Regions from separate parts of the Mus musculus genome. Here all the other regions are linked to region 1. Evidence: chromatin contacts called from public HiChIP or PLAC-seq and promoter capture Hi-C data. All regions are on one chromosome and are shown on one strand. Each heading gives the region's core, a stretch centred on a gene start, on an enhancer-like site or on the middle of the called end of the contact. The rest is flanking DNA. Distances are from core to core; before and after follow the strand shown.

The links. Promoter capture Hi-C pulls out the DNA fragments that hold promoters and counts their contacts. HiChIP or PLAC-seq counts read pairs in DNA pulled down with a chosen protein or histone mark.
Region 2: an H3K27ac HiChIP or PLAC-seq map of microglia shows a contact between it and region 1, with 7 times the contacts expected there. The contact joins the promoter of Mlf2 here to the promoter of C1rl in region 1. A contact is called at or near these places in 5 of 39 promoter capture datasets (the 3T3-L1 cell line, 3T3-L1-derived adipocytes, the C10 cell line and 2 more), 2 of 484 Hi-C or Micro-C datasets (the N1E-115 cell line and embryonic stem cells) and 2 of 115 datasets of contacts at active chromatin or transcription factors (microglia and pancreatic cancer cells).
Region 3: a FOXA1 HiChIP or PLAC-seq map of pancreatic cancer cells shows a contact between it and region 1. The contact joins the promoter of Pianp here to the promoter of C1rl in region 1. A contact is called at or near these places in 2 of 39 promoter capture datasets (liver and maxillary cranial neural crest), 1 of 115 datasets of contacts at active chromatin or transcription factors (pancreatic cancer cells) and 1 of 9 other capture datasets (pancreatic islet).
Region 4: a contact with region 1 is called in a promoter capture Hi-C map of hematopoietic stem and progenitor cells, with 2.6 times the contacts expected there. The contact joins the promoter of Gnb3 here to the promoter of C1rl in region 1. A contact is called at or near these places in 10 of 39 promoter capture datasets (the 3T3-L1 cell line, 3T3-L1-derived adipocytes, the C10 cell line and 7 more), 1 of 15 datasets of contacts at CTCF or cohesin (the NIH/3T3 cell line), 3 of 484 Hi-C or Micro-C datasets (the N1E-115 cell line, embryonic stem cells and pro-B cells), 3 of 115 datasets of contacts at active chromatin or transcription factors (embryonic stem cells and pancreatic cancer cells) and 2 of 9 other capture datasets (adipose tissue and embryonic stem cells).

The regions. Positions count from the first base shown.
Region 1 is chr6:124,491,642-124,494,512 of GRCm38.p6, forward strand. It overlaps C1rl (complement component 1, r subcomponent-like), which reads left to right and starts at 1,472. Exons shown (of 6, transcript NM_181344.5): 1 at 1,472-1,589; 2 at 2,174-2,402. The coding sequence starts at 1,510. Gm44096 (a long non-coding RNA gene) reads right to left here and starts at 2,761. Exons shown (of 3, transcript XR_003956364.1): 1 at 2,592-2,761; 2 at 2,150-2,494; 3 at 512-889.
Region 2 is chr6:124,929,973-124,932,672 of GRCm38.p6, forward strand. Mlf2 (myeloid leukemia factor 2) reads left to right here and starts at 1,416. Exons shown (of 9, transcript NM_001170341.1): 1 at 1,416-1,614; 2 at 2,127-2,204; 3 at 2,439-2,565. The coding sequence starts at 2,155.
Region 3 is chr6:124,995,402-124,998,101 of GRCm38.p6, forward strand. Pianp (PILR alpha associated neural protein) reads left to right here and starts at 1,319. Exons shown (of 6, transcript NM_175696.4): 1 at 1,319-1,538. It also overlaps a transcript of Cops7a not described here.
Region 4 is chr6:124,838,906-124,841,647 of GRCm38.p6, forward strand. Gnb3 (guanine nucleotide binding protein (G protein), beta 3) reads right to left here and starts at 1,370. Exons shown (of 10, transcript NM_013530.1): 1 at 1,015-1,370; 2 at 759-845; 3 at 462-500. The coding sequence starts at 815. P3h3 (prolyl 3-hydroxylase 3) reads right to left here. Exons shown (of 15, transcript NM_013534.5): 15 at 2,184-2,742.

The DNA of each region.
Region 1 (2,871 bases), core at 222-2,721:
TGTCTGCACGTGTTCCCTAACACACTCACCTCGTCATGTGTTCCCTAACCCTCCCACACTCACCTCTGCCTATGCTCCCTAACCTCCCCATGCTCACCTCTGCAGTGCTCCCTAACCCTCTCACACTCACCTCTGCAGTGCTCCCTAACCACCCCCATGCTCACCTCTGCATCCTTAACCTCCCCATGCTCACCTCTGCAGTGCTCCCTAACCCTCCCACACTCACCTCTGCCTGTGCTCCCTAACCACCCCCATGCTCACCTCTGCATCCTTAACCCTCCCACGCTCACCAAGCCACGGGTGTGTGTCTTCCCTTGGCAGGGGGTGCAGGGAAAAATCCTCTCACTCACGCTGTGACTCCTGATATGATTAACCTTACAGCTTGGGTTGACAGCTGAGGTGAGTCCCGAGGGATTCAGAGATTCCTGGGGATGGACCACAGCCTGCTATATGAGGAGCCTCCAGATGTTGTGGTAGGGACTCAAAATGACAAAATGCATGAACTCACCCCTTCTTTTTTTAAAAAAAGATTTATTATTTATTTTATGTATATGAGTGCACAGATGGTTGTGAGCCATCATGAGGTCGATGGGAATTGAACTCAAGACCTCTGCTCGCTCCGGCCCAAAAATGTATTTACTATTATATGTAAGTACACTGTAGCTGTCTTTAGACACACCAGAAGAGGGCGTCAGATTTCATTAAGGATGGTTGTGAGCCACCATCTGGTTGCTGGGATTTGAACTCAGGACCTCCGGAAGAGCAGTCAGTGCTCTTAACCGCTGAGCCATCTCTCCAGCCCGAACTCACTGGTTCTTGACCAAGAAGGAGAGGAAAGAAAGACTCGGGGGTTCTTGAGTCACACACTTCAAGTTCTCCAAGAGGCAGACTGCTGGGGTAAATGAGGGGGGAGGAGAGATTAGTTCATTAAAGGCAGCAGTAGAGTCATAAGAAGTGTCACACAAGCCACGATACAAACATATAGTTAATAATATTCCAGAAGAACTGGGTATGCAAGTCCTTGTGATCCCAGCCCTCTGGAGGCTAAGGCGGCAGGATTGGCATGATTTGGAGCCCAGTCTAGTCTGCAGAGTGAGTTCTAGGACAGCCTGGGCTACAAAGTGAGACCCTGTTTCAAAAATACAACCAAGATCTAGGTGTGGTGTAATTCTAATGCTAGAGAGGAGGCAGAGCCTCCACTAATAGCAAGCTGGAGGCCCAGTCCAGGTTTTGCAAGACTATCTCAGCTCCCATCCCCCTAAAAAAAAGCAAAGAGCCAAAGGTCATGTGTACATATGTGTACATGTGCACATACTCTGCTCTCTCACGTGTTTTAAAGGTCTTTCCTTTCAATTATGGTGAGAGCTATTCCTGAGTCTGTCAGCAGGTGGCAGACCTGCACCCAGAGTCTCAACTCATTTCCAGTAACTTCTGCCTTCTCCCTAAAGGGCCTCCTCTAGCCCCACCTCCTACTCCCTGGCCTGAGCCAAGCACTCTAGCCAGTTCCAGATGTCAGGGTTCAGAGGCCTGGTCCCAGAGCTGGAGAACAGCCTATGGAGTTCTCCCACCACAAGCTGCATGAGCAAGATGTGAGTTTGCACCATAGAGGGCCCTGGAGAAAGAAAGGGGCTGGGAGAAAGGAAGGGAGGAAGGCAGGACATGGGGTTACATAAGTATACACACACACACACACACACACACACACACACACACACACACACACACACACACACACGGCCGGGTGGGGGGGCAGGGAGGGGCGGAGGGTAGACAGATGACCCAGAGGGAACTAACTGAATTTGCCTGTTCAGTGCTCTGAGCCAGGAATTATTTAAATGACCCTAACTTGTACTCCAGGAGGGGGTTAGGAAAGGCTGAGGCAGGAAGCCATCTGGGTTAGACTCACAAAGGAAAAGGAGCCATAATAATGTCTTCATAGGATAGAAACCCCGCAGTCTTGGAGATCGGGCTACAGAGGAATCCAGATAGGAACCTACACAGACTCGGTTCAGGAAAGTGGTATCCAGAAGTGCCCAACACTCTGGGGCCACGGACACAACTGCTAGTCCCTAAGCCTCCGGAGCCTTTATCATCTCTGGCCACAACAGAACATACACACACAGCCTCTGGTAGAGCTGTATAACCTCACCTTGTCTTCCCTGCTCACTCACAGGTGCTGGTGGCTCCTTTGGGGAATCCTCCATACTTGCCCCACACAGGCCTCTGTGCTTTTGGCCCAGCAGTCACCACAGCAACTGACATCCCCTGGATACCCAGAGCCATATCTCAAAGGCCAGGAGAGCCACACTGACATCGAGGCTCCAGAGGGGTTTGCTGTGAGGCTGACCTTCCAGGACTTTGATCTGGAGCCATCCCCAGACTGTGAAGGCGACTCTGTCACAGTGAGCTGGACAAGGGGGTGGAGAGCTGCAGGGGCTCTGGGGAGGGAGCCTCCCATGGGCAGTGGGTGATAGCTCTGCTCTGAACCACCCATCTAGAGAAGAGATAAGGTGTCCAAGTCAGAGGATCTAGGGCCTAGCTACAGCCTGATCACTCAGTATACAGCCTCCCACCCGTCCCTGGCAACTCACCAAGGGTTCCACCAAGGCATCCGCAGGGACCCACCAAGCTCTGAGAGAAGGCGGCTGCGGGGCAGAGCCTGAGTTTTGAGAGCTTACAAAGAGACACATAAATATTGTTGCTCTACAATCTTGTCAAAGGCCCGGGATCTCACCCTCCCTAGCTAGACCTTGTTGAGTGCTTTCTCTACTGAGTTAGGAAACTGGATGTAATTAATGACAAATGTTCACCCTCAGAAGAACAAGTGAAGACCGATCAAGTTCACCTGGGATGAGAGGCCACAAAATCACA
Region 2 (2,700 bases), core at 166-2,665, 440 kb after region 1:
GTACTCTGGATGGAATGTCAAAGTGCTTTTCTTTAGAGCAAGAAGAAAGGACAATTGTCGGGTGGGATACCAAGAGGCATTTAAAGAAGGTCTTATATATCAAATATCAATGAAAAACACATTTTCTCCTTTTTTTTTTTTTTTTTGGCTTCACTTTGCCAATCTGTCAGCTTACGTTAACTATATCACTGTTTCTTCTCTTAGCACTATTTTTTTCCCACTAGCAATGATCAAATCGAAAGAAGCTGAGAGTCTCTGCTCCCAATCTTTTCCTGAGTAACCACTGACCCTTTTCCCTCAGGGAGTTGGTTAGAATAAACCTTTCTCTTCAGATCAGGTTCCACACGGTACCAATGTGGCTGACAGCCAGAGTAAAGAACTTGGGACAGTTTTGAGTTTGGATCTCTGTGGGTCAAAGTCTACCCAATACAGTTCAAATCCTCTGACCCAAAGGGGAGGGCTCTTCTCTCCAGCTCAGCCAGATTTTGTGCAAGACAATTAGTATGTCAAAATACCAGTCTCTGGCTTTGGAGTCAGCCCTCTTGGGCTTACTTTTTAGCTCCACCCCTGGGTGATTCTGCTTAATTTAGCTCTCCACCCCTTTATTCTTCTAAACTTTAGTCCCTTGACCTATCTACCTGCTCAGAACAAAGAAAGTTTTAAAGACCTACGACCTAAAGGAACTGGACTATAGCTTAGTGGTAGGGCATGTGCTTGGTATGCCCAAGGTCCTGAGTTGGGTCCTGAGCACTAAAACCAAAACCAAAAAACGACAACAAAAAGCAAACAGACTTCAGAACTAACGCCTTTGCCCAGGCCAACCCTTCACAGACAGGTCCTGGAGTGGTCCAGAAGCCTAAGCCAACACCGAGTCCTAAGGAGCTAAGGATCCAGCCCGGCCCAGGATCGCCCTCTGGCGGCCAAACTCCCAACCTGGATTCCCTTCCCTGGTTGGCCTTTTCCAAGGCTTAACTAGACCTGAGCTAAATTGTCACCTCCTTCTCTGCGTCACTCGGAGGACACCGCCCGCCCGAGCGTCTCTCCAGAGGGACAGGCCCACGCGCTCCCCTGGTTAAGCGCCCCTCCTGCAGTGTGTTTAAAGGTCCCCGCAGGGATCCGCCCCACCGATCGCCCCCAGACAGCCCGCCTCTCCCCCCCCCCCCCCGCAAAAAAGGTGCGGCACACCCTGCCCCCACGTTGCGCTCAGCCGGTCCCTCCCGATTCCGCTCCGCCCCCCCCCACCTTTGCAGGAGCCTCTTCCTGTCCCCAGATCCCCGAGCCAGCTTAATGACACCTCCCACCCGCCCCAGAGGACCCGCCCTCCGGGGCTCCACGGCGCGCGCGCCGCCCTCCCTCCCAAGCAGGTGGGCGGAGCTCCCGCAGCCCGCCCCCGGGGCCGTCCGTCGTGACGTCACTTCCGTTCGGGCCTGACCGAAGATCGGCTTCTCGGGCCGAGGGCGGGGGTACGGAGGTGGCAGGCGAAGGCAGGAGGCGGTGCGGGAGGCGAGAAGCTGCCGCGCGGACCAATCCTTGCGTCCCGGGCCGCGACCCTGCTCCTGCAGCGCCCCGAGGAGAGGCCGGCCGGATGGGCCGCTGAGCCGGAGTCGGGGACCGGTGAGGCCAGGGCGCCGCGGCCCGCACGGCTGCAGGGATGCGATCCCGGGAGTGGACCTTCCTCTCCGGCTCGCCCGGCGGGAGGCACGGGCTGGGGCAGTGGCGGCCCGGATCGGTGGGCAGTGAGGCCTGCCCGGGGAGGCCTGGTAGCGCCCAGTGCCAGCAGAAGGCGGAGTAGTTGGGGGTCATTAATGGGGTGGCGGGCCGCCGTTCGAGATTCTCATCGAGTCTGGCGTCGGAGGAGGAGCTGACCGTGGCTCGGGGAAGAGAGGATGGCGGGCGGGGGTGGAGGGGCACCACTAAGAGGCTTGGGAAAAATTCCATGACCGGCTTGGAGAGCTGCTGGCTCTCAGGTCTCATAGGTTATATGGCTCACCTGGCGAAGGATCTTCCCTGGAGTTTGGAGGGGTCAGTGATAGTGTATGCAAGAGGCAGCCTTAAGAGTAGCAACACTGAGCTGGTGTGCATAAGCCTGGCCGCCTGCAGGAAACACAGCCTCCGTATCTTCACAGTGTGGAGCCCCCTGGAGCTGAGATCACGATGTTCCGCTTCATGAGGGACGTGGAGCCTGAGGATCCCATGTTCCTGATGTGAGAATTCCCTCCCCCTCGCGCCCTCAGCCCATTCGGATTCAGGTCTGAGCAGTTCAGGCAGACCTTTGAGTTGGTTCCCTTGGCTGGAACCAGTTAGAATTAGCTGGATACTCAGCTGCCGCTCTCAGAGGGAAGCCGGCATCCGTGCCACTGTGTACCCTGACTTCATTTCGGGGAGGTGAAGAAGGCTGGGGGTTAATCTGCCTTCTATAGTGTATGCTCACTCCGCAGGGACCCCTTCGCAATTCACCGTCAGCACATGAGCCGCATGTTGTCAGGCGGCTTTGGATATAGCCCCTTCCTGAGCATCACAGATGGTAACATGCCAGCAACCAGGCCTGCCAGCCGCAGGATGCAGGTAACAGTTGGAACATATCGAGACCTGGGGTGATTAGTTAAGTATGCTGCAGTTCTTGCCCTACAACCAGCTTTAAAGGGACATGACCTGCGTGGGAGGCAGACGAGTGGGGTCAGGAGTCTGGGAAAGGGGCTG
Region 3 (2,700 bases), core at 69-2,568, 500 kb after region 1:
GGAAAGAAAAGAAGGCCAAGGACTAAGCCCTAGGAGCGCCAACATGTCGAGGTCAGAACCGAGGAAGACAGTAAAGAACAGCCAGAGGGTTGGAGGGGAGCCAGGAAAGTGTGGTTTCCTAGAAGTTTGGGGCGCAGGGTTGGGGGGGGTCATGCAGGGAGAAGGGTTAGGTATGAATGGGTAGGGTCAAAGGAATTTTAAAAAAGATTTATTTATTTATTATATGTAAGTACACTGTAGCTGTCTTTAGACACTCCAGAAGAGGGAGTCAGATCTCGTTACTGATGGTTGTGAGCCACCATGTGGTTGCTGGGATTTGAACTCAGGACCTTTGGAAGCATAGTAGTCAGTGCTCTTAACCACTAAGCCATCTCCCCAGCCCCAGAATTCTCTTTATTACATCTAATTAGTGTATGTGTCACACCACTTGTTCAGGGGTCTGGTGACAACTTTCCTTCCACCATGTGGGTCCTGGGGATAGAACCCAGGTAGTCAGGCTTGGTGGCAAGCACCTTTGTCCCCTGAGCCATCTCCACGGCCCAGGTCAAGGGAGTTTTAAGAGATTAGAAAAGGGCACTCAGAAGCCTGAATCTAAGTGAGCCCGTGTAGACCATTTGGGAACAGACAAGGAGAAACTTCTAGAGGGAACAGCAGGGTGCAAAGCCCCGAGGCAGGCTTCTAGTGCCTCTGGTCTAGGAATATTCCCCAACTGCACTAAGGCTGTGCCGAAGAAATCCTTAGGAAAGAAAGCTGGAGATACCCAGAGGCAGGAATCTACGGGGGCCTCCTTGTGAGCCATAGTGAGTGTTGGATATTCTGAGTCTCGGAAAAGCTAAGTATAGCAAATGGTCTTGAACCATTTAAGGACTGTTTGGGTTGCTTCAGGGAGAATGAATTATAAGAAGGATCATAGTGAAATGAGGAATTAATCTGCTGGGGGCACTCCAATTTGCGTATGCAGTCTTCTCTCCCACCCCTCTTTGGTCCTCTCACCCACGGTCTTGAGCTGCCTTTCCACCTTTGCCAGAGTTGGGGACTCAAATGTATGGATGACTCAGAATCTCAGACTGCTTGGGGGTCAGAAATCATGAGGTCTGTGAAGCTGCGCTTAGGTAGAGGGGAAGCTTACCATCACTACCCAAAGGAGGTTGCGTCCCCCCAACCCCCTCCATCCCTGCTCCTCTTCCCAACCTTGCACCTGGACAAAAGCTGAGCTCGCAGCGTAGCAAACGAAGGGTTAAGTCGTGCGTGGCCTACAGACGTGAGAAGGAGAGGCGGAGACCAAGTGGTCCTAGTCGCCCGCCGAACCCAGCCGAGCCCGGCCGAGCCCAGCCGAGCCCAGCCGAAGCGAGCGTCTCCCGCCGCCGCCGCCGCCGCCGCCGCCCCGCGCCCCGGGCGCCCGCCCCCCTCCGGCTCCAGCTCCTCGCTGCCAGCCAAACCTCCCGACCATGCCCGGCGCCCCACCCGTTTCTGCGACCCCCCAGCCCCGCGTAGCTCCGAGCGCCTGCAGTCGTCGCGCCGCCACACCAGGCATGCAGGTGAGCGAGGGGGACCCAAAGCCCCTACCCGTAGGGAGCAGACTCTGCCCTCCCAGTGCCAGCTCCGCGTCCTTCGCCCCCCGCCCCTCCTGGCGCGGTCTCCAGCCGCCTCCAGTCTCCCAGAGCTCCTTTCCACAGTGCCCTCCATCCCTCCGCTGTCCTGACTCCATCCTACCCTCTTGGTGCAGCAGTCAACGTCTCCGCGCCTGCCACCATCCCGCCTTTAGCTCATCCTGCAGCTTCGGGCATCCTCCTGCCTCAGGTCCCCTTTCCGCTCTGGGTGCTCCCTCCAAATCCCTTGGCCGATCGTTTCCTTATTTTTCCCGGTTCGCACCGCTTTCCAACCCTATCCAGGGAGCGCAGGCCTGTGGGATTGGCGGGATTGGGGGGCTCTGCTAGAGATGGGGCCCGGTTCCCCCACCCCACCCCCAGTTCGTCTTCTGCGCACAACAGGTCGGTGAGGAGCGCGAAGGGGGTGGGGTGGCGCACCAGCTTGGGGACTGCGGACTTCCTGGAGGGGGTGACAGAGGGGTACGGGGTGTGTGAAGGGGCTGGAGTTGACATTGGTGGTGGTGGTGGGTTGTAGCCAACGAAGGGGCAGGTATGCCCTGGAGTAGCGGGCCACTGGTGTCGCCGAGTCCTTATTCGCTCCACTGGTTCGGCTACCATTTCTTTCCTCCCGTTTCTAACCTCCTCCCACTAAGCCCCCCGGCCTCTTTCCTTTCCCTTCTCTTTCACCTGGCCTCCAGCTCTGTCTCCATATCTCTTTCAATTTCAAGAAACAATTCCTAACTCCTCCATCTTTGCTGTTCTGTCCACCCCCCACCTCCGGTCCCCGTCCCTTCCTTTTTTGATTTTGCCTTCAACACCGTGTTCTAATCTGTCTCAATGACTCTCTCCCCGTCTCTGATCTCCACCGTCCTTTTCTCTTCCACTCTCTTTGCTTCTGCCCTGACCAGACCCCTCCATCCTCCTGCCTGATGCCTGTTTTCTTTTCCCTCCCTGCCGTCTTCTCTCTTCAGCATCCTTGGCCAATCTCCTGTAGCCCCTCTTTCCTCCCCATCTCCTCCCTTCCCAGCTGCTGTCTGTCCGTCTTCTCACTCTTGACCAACCTTTTCCCTCGCAGCCTTTCACCTCTCGCACCCCCCTCCCCTCCCTAGTT
Region 4 (2,742 bases), core at 120-2,619, 350 kb after region 1:
CTAGATTACAAGTCTGTGCCACCTGACATGGCTTGGGCTATCAATTCTAAGAAACAGTAGTAGTTTGTGTATCACGAAGAAAGAAACAATAGGCTAACAAGGTATCATGTATTGTTAGATGCATCTCGACTTTAGAAAGCTCTGTGAGAAAGCATGCATCTTAAAATCAATGAAATGTCACTTTAGACAGCTGCCAGTTTGAGTCTAAGAGAAGTCCTGCTCGCCCTACCCCCATCACTGTTCAGGGTGAAGGCCAGTCTATGTCTTCCGTATCCAATATAATGGCTGGCCCAGAGCAGATCTTAATGGATGTTTGTTGAATTAATTCATGAATGTCTTTCCTCCCTTCAAGGACAGGATGTGCTAAAAGCTCAGGCAGCAATATGTTGCTGGTCCTGAAGTCCTTGCTCAGTCCCCTCCCCTCCTATCATGCCCTGCCTCAGATGGGCAGAAGGTCTCACCTCAGCCAGAGTGATGTCCGCACAGGCTTTCCTGGCATCCTGCGGGGAAAGTGGGCATCAGGGAGGCTGTGCTAGGGCAGGGGGCATGCATATGCGCCTCACATATGGGAGGGCATGGGGCTCTGCAGTTGGGAGGTGGTTTCAAATGTGAGGTCTGGATTTAAAGTCTCTGAACCCTTCTAGATGAGAGGTGTCTAAAGTGTCACCCAAGAGTGAACCCAATCCCTCCCAGGCCACACTCCCACGTGTCCTGAGTTCTGTTCTCCAAGGTCCCCAGGACGAGGGCTCTGGGGTTACAGCAATCTGCTTCTTGAGTTGCTCCGCCTCCTGCCTCAGCTGCTCCATCTCCCCCATGGTGCACAGGTCGAGGGGTAGTTCCGGCTCCTGCCAGGGACATGAAATAGGTCCCCGTCAGACCATGTTTCTGTTCTTTCCATCCTGCCCTACTCCTGTGATGGGGGGCTCTCCCTCCTGGGTATCAACCCCAGCCCTGCCTGAGCCCTCCCCATGGGCCCCCGATCCCAGAGGGTAGAGCCGGCCAGCTCCCTCTTACTTGGGCTCTGGCTGGACTTCTCCCAGGTTTCCGCTTCCCGGGCGCCTCCTCACTGTCTCAGCTGCGATGCCTGCCTGTCACCTGCCCCCCTCTGCTGCCAGAGGAGCTGGCCTGGCCTGGCCCTGACTGAGAGGGAGGGGGGAATGACAGGGAAGGGTAAGGCCAGCAACAACCACGCCAGGCAAATGAAATCAGCTGGCAGGGGTGGGGGAGAGGCCAGGGAGGGGAGGTATGTGGCTTCCAGAGACAGGTCAGCCTGGAGGGGTGGGAAACAGGCCCGTGGACCAGAGAAGAGCAGCACCCCTCTTATGCAGCCACAAGAAGGGGGGTGGGGATAGAGGGGTGCTTCCACGGTCAGTCCGCCAGCAGAGATAAGAGCATCAGCCCACGGATCAGAGACAAGCCGTGAGGATTACTGGTTGCGTTTGGGGAAGTAGAACAGGAGCAGTCATAGCTCCAGTGACCTCCCCAGGCCCTAGCCCCAACCTGTGGTCATGATCTTGGCCTTGTTCAGCAAGCGGGCCAGGAGCCAGAACAGGAGGGTGACAGATGACCCTGTTGTCAACACTACAAACCATGCTTCCTCGTTGAGGGCTGTGGGGAGGGGTGGGGAGGGTCCAAGCAGAAGCTGAGATTAGATGGGCTGAGCAGGATAATCCCTTTTCTCGACAAGCCCCGACCAGCTGCCCTTGGGCCTGATCCTAGTTGGGGGAGTTGACAGGGAGATGGGGGTGGGGGGAGCTGGGCCCATGTGCCCCTGTGTTGTGGGCAAAGAAATGACTACAAAAGAGAACAGAGCTCTGTGTCCTGCTTCTCGGCTGGGGTCTGTCCTCATGCATCCACACATGACTCCCAGGGTCTTAGTGGACTGTGAAGATAGGAGCCAGAGGGAGGGATGGCATGGCTTAGAGTTGGAGGCTCACGGAGCAGCTGTGGCTGTGGCAGTGGCAGTGGTGGTGGTGGCAGCGGCGATGGGGCACCGGGAGGGGGGGTGCGGGGGGGGTCTATTTGCATGAAGCAGCAGGTGGCTGAGATTTCCCTGACAAATCACTGGGCTGTCATGGCTCCACCTCTGAGAGGCCCCAAGACACCACCTGTCCCCACCCAGGCCAGTTCTAACCAACCCCACCTCCAGCAGCCACCAAAACTGGGATAGAGCAGACCAGGCCTTGGCTGGAGAGCCTCATGATCATTATTTATTGCACAGGTTGGGAGAGGATGGGACTGTCTCCTCTGTGTGTTTCTTTTCTTTTCTTTTTCTTTTTTTAAAGATTTATTTATTTATTATATGTAAGTACACTGTTGCTGTCCTCAGACGCCCCAGAAGAGGGCGCCAGATCTCATTACGGATGGTTGTGAGCCACCATGTGGTTGCTGGGATTTGAACTCTGGACCTCAGAAGAGCAGTCAGTGCTCTTAACCGCTGAGCCATCTCTCCAGCCCCTCTGTGTGTTTCTTATTAGAAGCAGTTGCTCTGCACTCCTCCACATGCCTGCCTTTCAGGGAGGCATAGTGATTTTTGTCTGTCCTGGGGACCTTGCAGGTCCCTCAGCTGGGGCCAGACCTGGCTCCCGGGCCTGATGTGCTGTAGGCTAAGTCTGTGTAGCAAGCTTGTGAGTCCAGGGTCTGGTAGCCCTTGTAAGTCCCCGAGATGGTAGACTTGGCATGCTACTATGTTCCTGATATCCTCCAGAGCCTTCTCATCAGTTCCTTCCCAAGTTGAGTGGC